2 separate regions of the Gossypium arboreum genome follow, and region 2 is linked to region 1. A link is a contact called in public Hi-C data. All regions are on one chromosome and are shown on one strand. The core of a region is the stretch at or near the end of the contact, and the rest is flanking DNA. Distances in the headings are between cores, read along the strand shown. Region 1 holds the start of LOC108465801. Region 2 holds the start of LOC108450198.

The links. A called contact is a pair of places that touch in the nucleus more often than the background predicts.
Region 2: a Hi-C map of leaf shows a contact between it and region 1, with 2.6 times the contacts expected there. The contact joins the promoter of LOC108450198 here to the promoter of LOC108465801 in region 1. A contact is called at or near these places in 2 of 5 Hi-C or Micro-C datasets (both in leaf).

Annotation. Positions count from the first base shown.
Region 1 is chr5:49,204,544-49,209,009 of ASM2569848v2, forward strand. It overlaps LOC108465801, which reads right to left and starts at 1,954. Exons shown (of 2, transcript XM_017766181.2): 1 at 1,496-1,954; 2 at 1-799. The coding sequence starts at 1,573.
Region 2 is chr5:49,673,847-49,678,312 of ASM2569848v2, forward strand. It overlaps LOC108450198, which reads right to left and starts at 1,890. Exons shown (of 9, transcript XM_053029089.1): 1 at 1,738-1,890; 2 at 1,230-1,386; 3 at 1,023-1,117; 4 at 812-915; 5 at 523-623; 6 at 334-437; 7 at 1-207. The coding sequence starts at 1,763.

The DNA.
Region 1 (4,466 bases), core at 704-3,203:
AATGCCAACCTGCATCGGCCAAAATTTCATCCGCCTGCCGATAATGCGCATACCTTGTTTTACCTGTCTGATACCTATGGATTGATGCCCTCCAACTATTATTATCCACGAGAAATTCGAACGAGTAAAGATAATTCTTCAGCCGAAGATGAAGAACTTGAGGTATGTCATCACACCATCTCAAGAGGTTGATAGTATGTGCGCTCGGTATTTCGTCAACATCTGACATTATCAATAAGTCGTCATCAGTAATTCCAGCTATTTTGAGAAGCTGGTCTAATGCTACTCGTTGCATAGCCTCCTCAATAAAAGGGTTTTCTCCTTTCTTAAACCTTCCTCCAATTGTGCCATAAGTTAACCGGGGCTCAACAAATTTGAATTGATCTCGATGGCTAGCAAAAACCATAGGCTTTGGAATTCCCGAAAATGTTGAATTAGACTCGAGAAGAACAAACTGTGTAATGTAAGGGTACAACTCTTGCCACCGTATTGTTAGGATATCCACCTCATTGCTAAACAAAACTGCATCATAAACCCGTCTCGGAAATTCACGAATTCCCCAACCATGAAGTTTACAGAGCTTTTCCATCGATACATTCTCATGATAATAATGTGGGATATCATGGAAAGACTTCGGTGGTGATTCCCAGAGTGGTCGAAGGAAGTATGAAATCTTCTGCCCATGAGTATATATACCAAATATGCATGTCGGAACCAGCACAAACAGCAAAATACAAGTTCTCAAATCAATGCCACGCAGTATGCAGCGGATTCTCGACATGCTCAACCGGCTCAAATCCTATAACATCGAGAAGATATGATATTAATACTAATCAAATTTATTTGAGTATAAAAAGCAAAGGGGGATACGTTTTATAATTTGATTCTCTATTATCCCGATCCCCAACATAAAATTCTTGACTTCGCCCCTGCCGATAAACATCATGATTTGCAAGGGGAAGTTCAGAAAAGCAATGGAATACATGCAACTCATATTCGAAGTAATGCCCTATAAGATTCTATGAAAAGTAATAGCTTTCCAGACGTTCCTCCATGATTAAAAGTTACAAACCTAGATTCTTCATCTTTTCTAAAATACTCGTATTGACATTCATGCCGAATACATATACAGCTATTGACAGCACTCACCTCGAATCCGGATAAAATAGGTTAAAAGCAAACCAATTTTTTGATGTAAATTAGGTTCACAAATTACTTATTCTTTAGCTTTTTAAAGATTTTCGGTTACTTAAACACAATTTCAGATCGATGATAAATCAACCATCAAACTCTCAAACCCTAAATTAAAAGGAAAGATTCAAAAAACATAATCCAAACCCCCAAAAAAGTTGAAATTAACAGCTAACAATTAGCAGCTAAATTGATTAATAATAATAATAATAATCTCAAAGGCATCAATTTCCCTGAAATTCCTACGAAAAGATTAACAGAAAAATCAAAAGGTAAAGGAAAAGAGATCAAAATATTGAAGTACCTGACCACAAACATCTCCATAGATATCATCAGATTTTTTAGGACAATGCCCTCCTCCTTCATTCATCATCCACCACATTTTTTCTAGAAATTTATAACTCCTTTTAGTAATATTTTTTTTTTAAAAATATGATTGTAAGTCAATGCTGAAGAACCCAGAAAGATCAACTTCCAGAAAATCTCGTTCGATCTTTAGCAACCTTGTTCCACTTACAACGGCTACCTATTAACTATAATCTCCCTTTTCACAAGGGAAAAAACACACACAGAAAAAGCCCCAAAATTTAGACAGTGAGAGACTCTTGTTATCAACTAATGAAAATCGATAAATGCAAAACATTAAAAAGAAACTGATGGGAAAAATAAGGTAGAAGGAGAAAATAAATTGAATCTTAAAAATAAATTTATAAGGAATAAAGAGCTGGTGCCTCTCTGTTAATCGGTGGCAATTTTAAATACTAAACCTAAAGAAAGAGCAAAAACAAATGGTTTAATTCTGCTCTAAGTCCCTGTACTCTATGCATGTGTGAAATTTTTAGTATAGTTTTAATTCTAAAAATTTAGCCTCTTTATTTTTTTTTATTCGATAATTTTACTCCAATTGATAACACCATCAAAACACTTTCATTAGGTTTAGTTTAGTATTATTTCTCAAAAATGGCTTTGGATCAAAAAATATTTTTGAATAAAAGTTAAAATTTTTTGCTTCTAATTTTAAGCAAAAAATCACTTTCCCAAGGCATTTTTTTTTGTCTTAAAAGCACTTTTGTAAAGCTCAAAAAGTAACTTGTTTAGTAATTTTTTATCTCAAAAATATTTTTTCCCCCAAAAGTACTTATTAGAAACAATGTTAAGTTGACCCTAAATTAGTATCAGTTTAACATTGCTTTTAAGAAACATTTTTAAGATAAAATATTGCTAAACAATATGCTTTTGAACTTTTCAAAAGTATTTTTGAGACAAAAATGTTTTGCAAAAGTATTTTTTAGTCAAAAGTAGAAGCAAATAATTTTAACTTTTACTCAAAAATATTTTTTGGCCCAAAATCATTTTTGAAAAGTAATGCTAAATGATTAGTTTAGTATTGCTGTTGAGAAGTATTTTTAAAGAATGTTTTGGGAAAGTGATTTTGAGAAATACTTGTGAAAAGTTTGGTTTAAGATTTAAATGTTTAGTATTGCTTTCAAAAAGTACTTTTGATAAATAAAATGTTCATTTAAGACATGGTATTAAAATTAAAAATAAGCATTTAAATAATATTTAAATTAATTAATATTATGATATTTTAATAAGAATATAGAAAATAATTTATTATAATTTGTTATATTTTAATATATGAAAATAAATTTTAAATATTTTTAAGCAATTAGCTAGAGAATAGGAAGTGCCATATGTTGGAGGGGTGAAATGGTAATTAAGTTGCCAAAAATATTTTTGAAAGAGAAGAAGCTAAAAAATTTGAACTACTCCATTCAGAAAAATGCTTTTAAAAAACCAAAAATTTCCTTCAAAATTTGTTTGTTTAGAATTCTTTTGCTTCAAAAAATGTTTTTCATGTCGAAATTACTTCTAAAACCACTACAGATTATATAACAATTTTAAAATAAAATATTGCTCACATAATCAATTTGAAATTACATAAAATTCATATGAGAAAAAAGGTATGGAGTTTTATTTTGCTTTTATAAAACATTATATAAAAACCTTAAACTCTAGATTCATAATTGAAAATCCTACAACCCCATATTCAACATTTTCTTCTTCTTTTTTTTTGGCTTATTTGGTCTTGAGCACATGTAATGTGGGTCATGTGAGCACATTTCTTTTATTTTAAAATTACTACATGTATTCAGAGAGAGCAATAAAATCATCCATGGACTGGTAATAATGGTATTTTCAAGACTTTTAAATAGGTATAGCTATATGCAATTCCCGAATAAAATTTTTCAAAAATTACATGATGATTGTTCTAGAATGAGTTAGCTTCATTTAGTCTAGATATGATTTTATCCTTCTTCATGTCCCAAAAAAAATGTTACATAATCTGCATTAACAAAAATGCTTTGACGAAATTATAAATTAAACATCAATTATTAAATCAAATAGAAGAAAGACTAAATTCTTAAGATTAAAAGTAAAGGAATTAAATTTTAAACGTGTAAAACGTGCAGGGACTGAAAGGAAAATTAGATAAAAAAAATAAATAACTTTACTCTCATTTTCTCTGGGTTTACTATTTCACCCTTGGGGATTTTCCTTCATGGCTAAGTCAAAGTCAATACGTAGACGATGTAAACCATATTATATACTCATAAAATTGTTATTAGATTTTTATTACAGAATTTTCAATTTAATTTGTTTAAGAACGAATTAAACTTATTTTATTAAATAAATGAAATTTTTTATCTGAATTTTTTTTTTTTTTTTGCAGAAGTAAAACGCAATCGAACTGATAAATGGGTCATTGGACCGGGTCGGCCACGCGTTGAATAGGACAGGCTCACTTGTTTGCTTTGAATTTCTGGTTGGTTGTTTTTGCACGACAAGAATTTAAAAAGAGTGACCGTTTGTCAGGTTTGCTTAGAGACACGTGGGTTTCACATATCGGTTTGAGCTTGGTCTTTGCGTGTGTCGGTTTTTTCCAGCTGCGTCTTCTTGGATTAAACGGATCAAAAATCATTAAACATTGATAATTTCAATTACGTTAATTTTTAAAAATAATCCCTGTATTTCATTTTTATTCAGTATTTTAATTTTATTATTTCTGTATTTATAATCTATATTATTATTGATGTCACAAGTTAATTAAACACTAACTCAATTAAAAATTATAAAAATATTATTTCATATTTAAAATAAATTATATTATTTAAAGGTATTTTAATTTTTATTTAAAAATAAAAATATACATTTTGTAATATTTAAACACACATCAATTGAATTGGTGAAATCTCAATTTTACTCAACTAAAG
Region 2 (4,466 bases), core at 640-3,139, 470 kb after region 1:
TCTCCTGTAGCCCAGGGACCTGCATTCCCCAAGAGGCAATCAACAAGACCCCAAAGACCTACTTTTCTCCATGACAAGTTAAAGTGATCGAACCCGAAATTGTAATAGGCCTTTAGCAAGGGGATGTCCAACCAATCATATATTATAACTCCTAAGCGGCATAGCTGCAGCAGACATAAAGGTTTCATATTTTGCCCATCTTCCGGCCTAAAAGTGATCAAAATCACAGCAACAATGAATCAGAAAACTCTCGACATGGCTGAGTTGAAGCAAGGATCCAAGGAACACAATATGAAATATCAAGCAAAGAAGATTATTTTAAAGGGAGCTTACAGCATGCCATCTAAAAAAGTTCTTGTAGTCCCATTGAAAGCCCCAGATAAGGCTGTTATGCTTAACACCCAATTCTCAGAAGTATTCTCATATCCCTCGAATGCCTAAGGAAAAAACACAATCGACACTCGAACAAAGAAAAAGAATCTGTAAAAGATGACTCTACATATGAATCGGTAATGGACTAACCTTATCAGCAAGCATCTGCTGCAAGACACGCACAACCTGAGCACCAGCTGAATGGCCAACAAAGTGAATAGGGTGATCTTCATCCCATTGTGGGTAATGCCCTGTCATCCCAACATCACAGTACAATAATCAAACCAGTCTTAAATGAACGTGGATCGATCCAGTGCAAAGAACGAATATCGAAACGTCATTTCTAGTAACAATGTTTTGTCAAAATGAAAACACACAAACAGAAAAAATAGATTAATAATAATAATCAATAAAAAAAAGGTGGGACATTTCAGCTTGCCTTGTTCATAAATTCGACCAAACCGAGAGTGGCCACAAGTCTTGCTATGTTGTTCACCATAATCAACTCTCCCACCTTTCAAATAATAGAACAATTCACGAGCCCTGAAAACCAAAACCCCATGACCCTCTCAAAATTCCCATACCAACATACAAAATCAAACCTAAATGGACCTAAATTCAACCATTTAATCCGTAAACAATCAGCTCACCTATCATATATGCTGGTGAGAGACCCCAAATCAGGCACAAGAACCCTCTCATCTTTCTTTTCAGCCCCTCCAAAATATGAAAAGCTTCCGAATTTCTGCAAACAGAACCCACACCACATCATAAATTCTGCTTCAACTAAAAAAAAAAAAAGAAAAAACCATGTTAATGAACACCAAAAAGAAAAAAGAAAAGGAAGACAAACATACTCCTTTGCCAAATCCAAAAATGCCATGAACCAAAACAATAGGAGGCAGATCATCAACAGTAGACTTATTGGGATCTTGCTTTTTCACCTCTAAACTTACATTAGACTTGAAAACACATTCACTCAAAGCCTGTGAAAGGTCCGCAGCAACAGCAGTGCTGTACACATAAAACCCATATAAAAGATGAACCACCGAGCTAATAAACAGCTCAGCTAATTGAAAAGAAGAAATACACCATCTTATCATCTTCTACCAAAAATAAAAAATAAAAAAACCCAAAAGATTAAAATTCCAGACGATTCGCCTCCAATTTCTTGTTCTACAAAGAAACAATGGAGGCTTTCCTCTGGGTAAGATATGACCCTTATATGCTGCTACCGTTGAAAAGGGGGGCAGATGAAAGAGGTTACCAATTTTTTTTCTGTTGTATGATTTTGGGTTTTTGGTTTTGATTATAGATTGCTTCTGGGTTTCAAAGTTTGAAAATGGTTTTACCACAAATTGTTACCTATATTTTTCCACAATTCCAAACATACAGAAGAGATGACCAATAAGAAGACTCAGTGTTGATGGAGCCCACAACCAGTCTTCGCCCCTCTCAGATTTCCACACATATCTCGTTTTCCAGGTGGAATGGTCCCCCAATTATTATACAAAACCCACCCCAAAAATGAATATCACCATTATTTTTATATTTTTAAAGCATTTTAAAATGGCACAATAATATTTTTGTGCTTCTAATTTTATAAAAATTTATTTTAGCATTCTATTTATTTTTACTCTTTTTTGAGTCCTTAAATTTGTACTTTTTATCAAATCATCTCAAAATATAAAAAATTAACTTTTGTTATGTTTGTTGATTTATGTGAATTATTGGTAAATCATCATTTAATTAATTTTTAAAATTTTAAAATATTTAAAAATATTTTTTAAATATTTATACTTTGTTAATAATTTTAATGATTTTTAATTTTTAAAATAATGTTTATATTTTTAATTTTTAAAATTTTAAAAATTGATTAAATACTTATATATCAGTCACCTGACAATCTACTTCTATACTACATTAACAAAATTAAAAACATTAATTTTTTATTTATTTTAAGATAATTTGACAAATATATATATATATATATATATATATATATATAATCTAAAAGAACAAATAAAGGAATAAAATAACTAAAATGTGAAATAAATCATTATTTCTTTATATTCAATGCACTGATTTAAAGGGTCCATAGATTCGCTCATTAAAGAAAAGTCTACATGGTTTTGATGGGCGGTGGTAAATCAAAATTATGAATGATACCATACTATTTTACTGAAAAAAAATTCTTTATCTCAATGAAATTCATTAATAATATAATAAATTTTAGAATTAAGATATTGTTTATATCTATTTTATAATTTGTCAAAATTATTTCTTTTGAGATAAGTAAGTGTTTTATTAATAATATTTTTTTCAAGGTTTGAACTTATATTCTCTCATTAAAGATGTAATAGGTTTTACCATTATATCCGATATTTATTATATCAATTTATAATTCTTAGTGATTTAGAGATTACAATAAAATAAGATGAGATGGTTTTTCAACTAATTTGACCTTTGACTCGATATTATACATGTATAGTTGAATTATCTCTCTTCAAATTTTATTTAATATTGTAACTTTAATTTTGATTTTTTATCCTAATTTATTTTTAAAATTTTATATTATATTAGCTTTTACAAAACTAAGAAATTATGACAAAATATATGAAATAAAATAAATAAAAACATTTTTAAAATTTAAATATATGTTATGAATTACTTTAAAGTTATGAATTTATGATTAAAAGTATATAAAATATTTATAAAATTACATAAATAAACATTTTGAAATTTTTGAAAAGGATTTTCAAAATTTCTCAAAATATTTTTATTTAAATAAAATGCTCTCACTATAAAATTTAAGAAACATAAACCACTAAATATCATCTTATTAACTTTAATGTATATATATATATTTATTTAGTACATTATAAGTGGAATTTTTATATTTCACTAGTTGTATTAAGGATTTGACAAGTATCCTATAACATATAAGAGTATAATTAAATATTAAAATATATAATTAAATATTAAAAATTAATTATATAAATAATAACTATTAATAAAATATTTATCTCTTTTTCAACTTACATACCTCAATGTGTATTAAATAATAACTATTTTCATTACATGGAATTTCAGTAATTAGAAAATAATATAAATATAATATTTTAAAAATCTAGAAAACTTGCATCCAAAGGGATTCGGAAATGTGTCATTACTATTAAAAGGAATAAAATTGGGAGAGGTGGCAGTGATGGATTGGTAAAAATAGATTGCGGAAGAAAGAATCAAATAAAATATGAAAAAGAAGATTGAGTTTTAGGGAAATTAAAGGAGTATTCTAGGGAGTTGGCGAGAGTTGTCAAGATAGGTGTGCTGGACCAAAGCTGGAAGCTTTCATCTCGTCCCACCTGTAATGCCTTATCCATATTAAATCCATGTCCACTCAGGGTGGGTTAGGATGAGCGATTGGGTCTTGCGATGATGCGTTTAAACTTACTTTTTATCTCACGCCACTGATGTCGCTACGATGATCTAATCTCACCGCCACCGCTGTTTTTACACTAACCGCAGGTAAATGCGCCGCCCATCCAAACTCACCCTTAGCCTTCCAAACCACGCCCGTTTCACCAAATGTGTCCTTCACACGCTCCCGCCTTGTAAACCTGCGAATTTAATTCCCAATTTGGCTTCTTCTTCTTCTTCTTCTTCTTCTTCTTCTTCTTCTTCTTCTTCTTGCCTTCTTTCACTTTCTAGATAAAATAAGTCCTTTTTATTATTTAATAGTAAATTATCTTGGTAATCAATTGAACCGCCTTGCCGAAGTCCACAATAAGAGTCTGTCATTCAACGTCCTCCGTCTGAAAGTTGACCTTTTTTTCACCATCAATTATTCATGCTTTTTCATTATACGTTAAATTAGACATATAAGTCATTTTTAAAAAAAATTAGGGAAATGGAATATTTTTAAGAGAGAATAAAAAAGTATGTCTAGTTAGATATACTTTTCCCCAACAGTCAAATTTAACGGCTTTTTGAATATTAATCATGCAATGTTAAAAGAATTTAAAAGGGGGACAACAATTTTTTACTTATAAATACCCTCAAATTTTTTTTTTCACTCACATCCTATCTTCTCA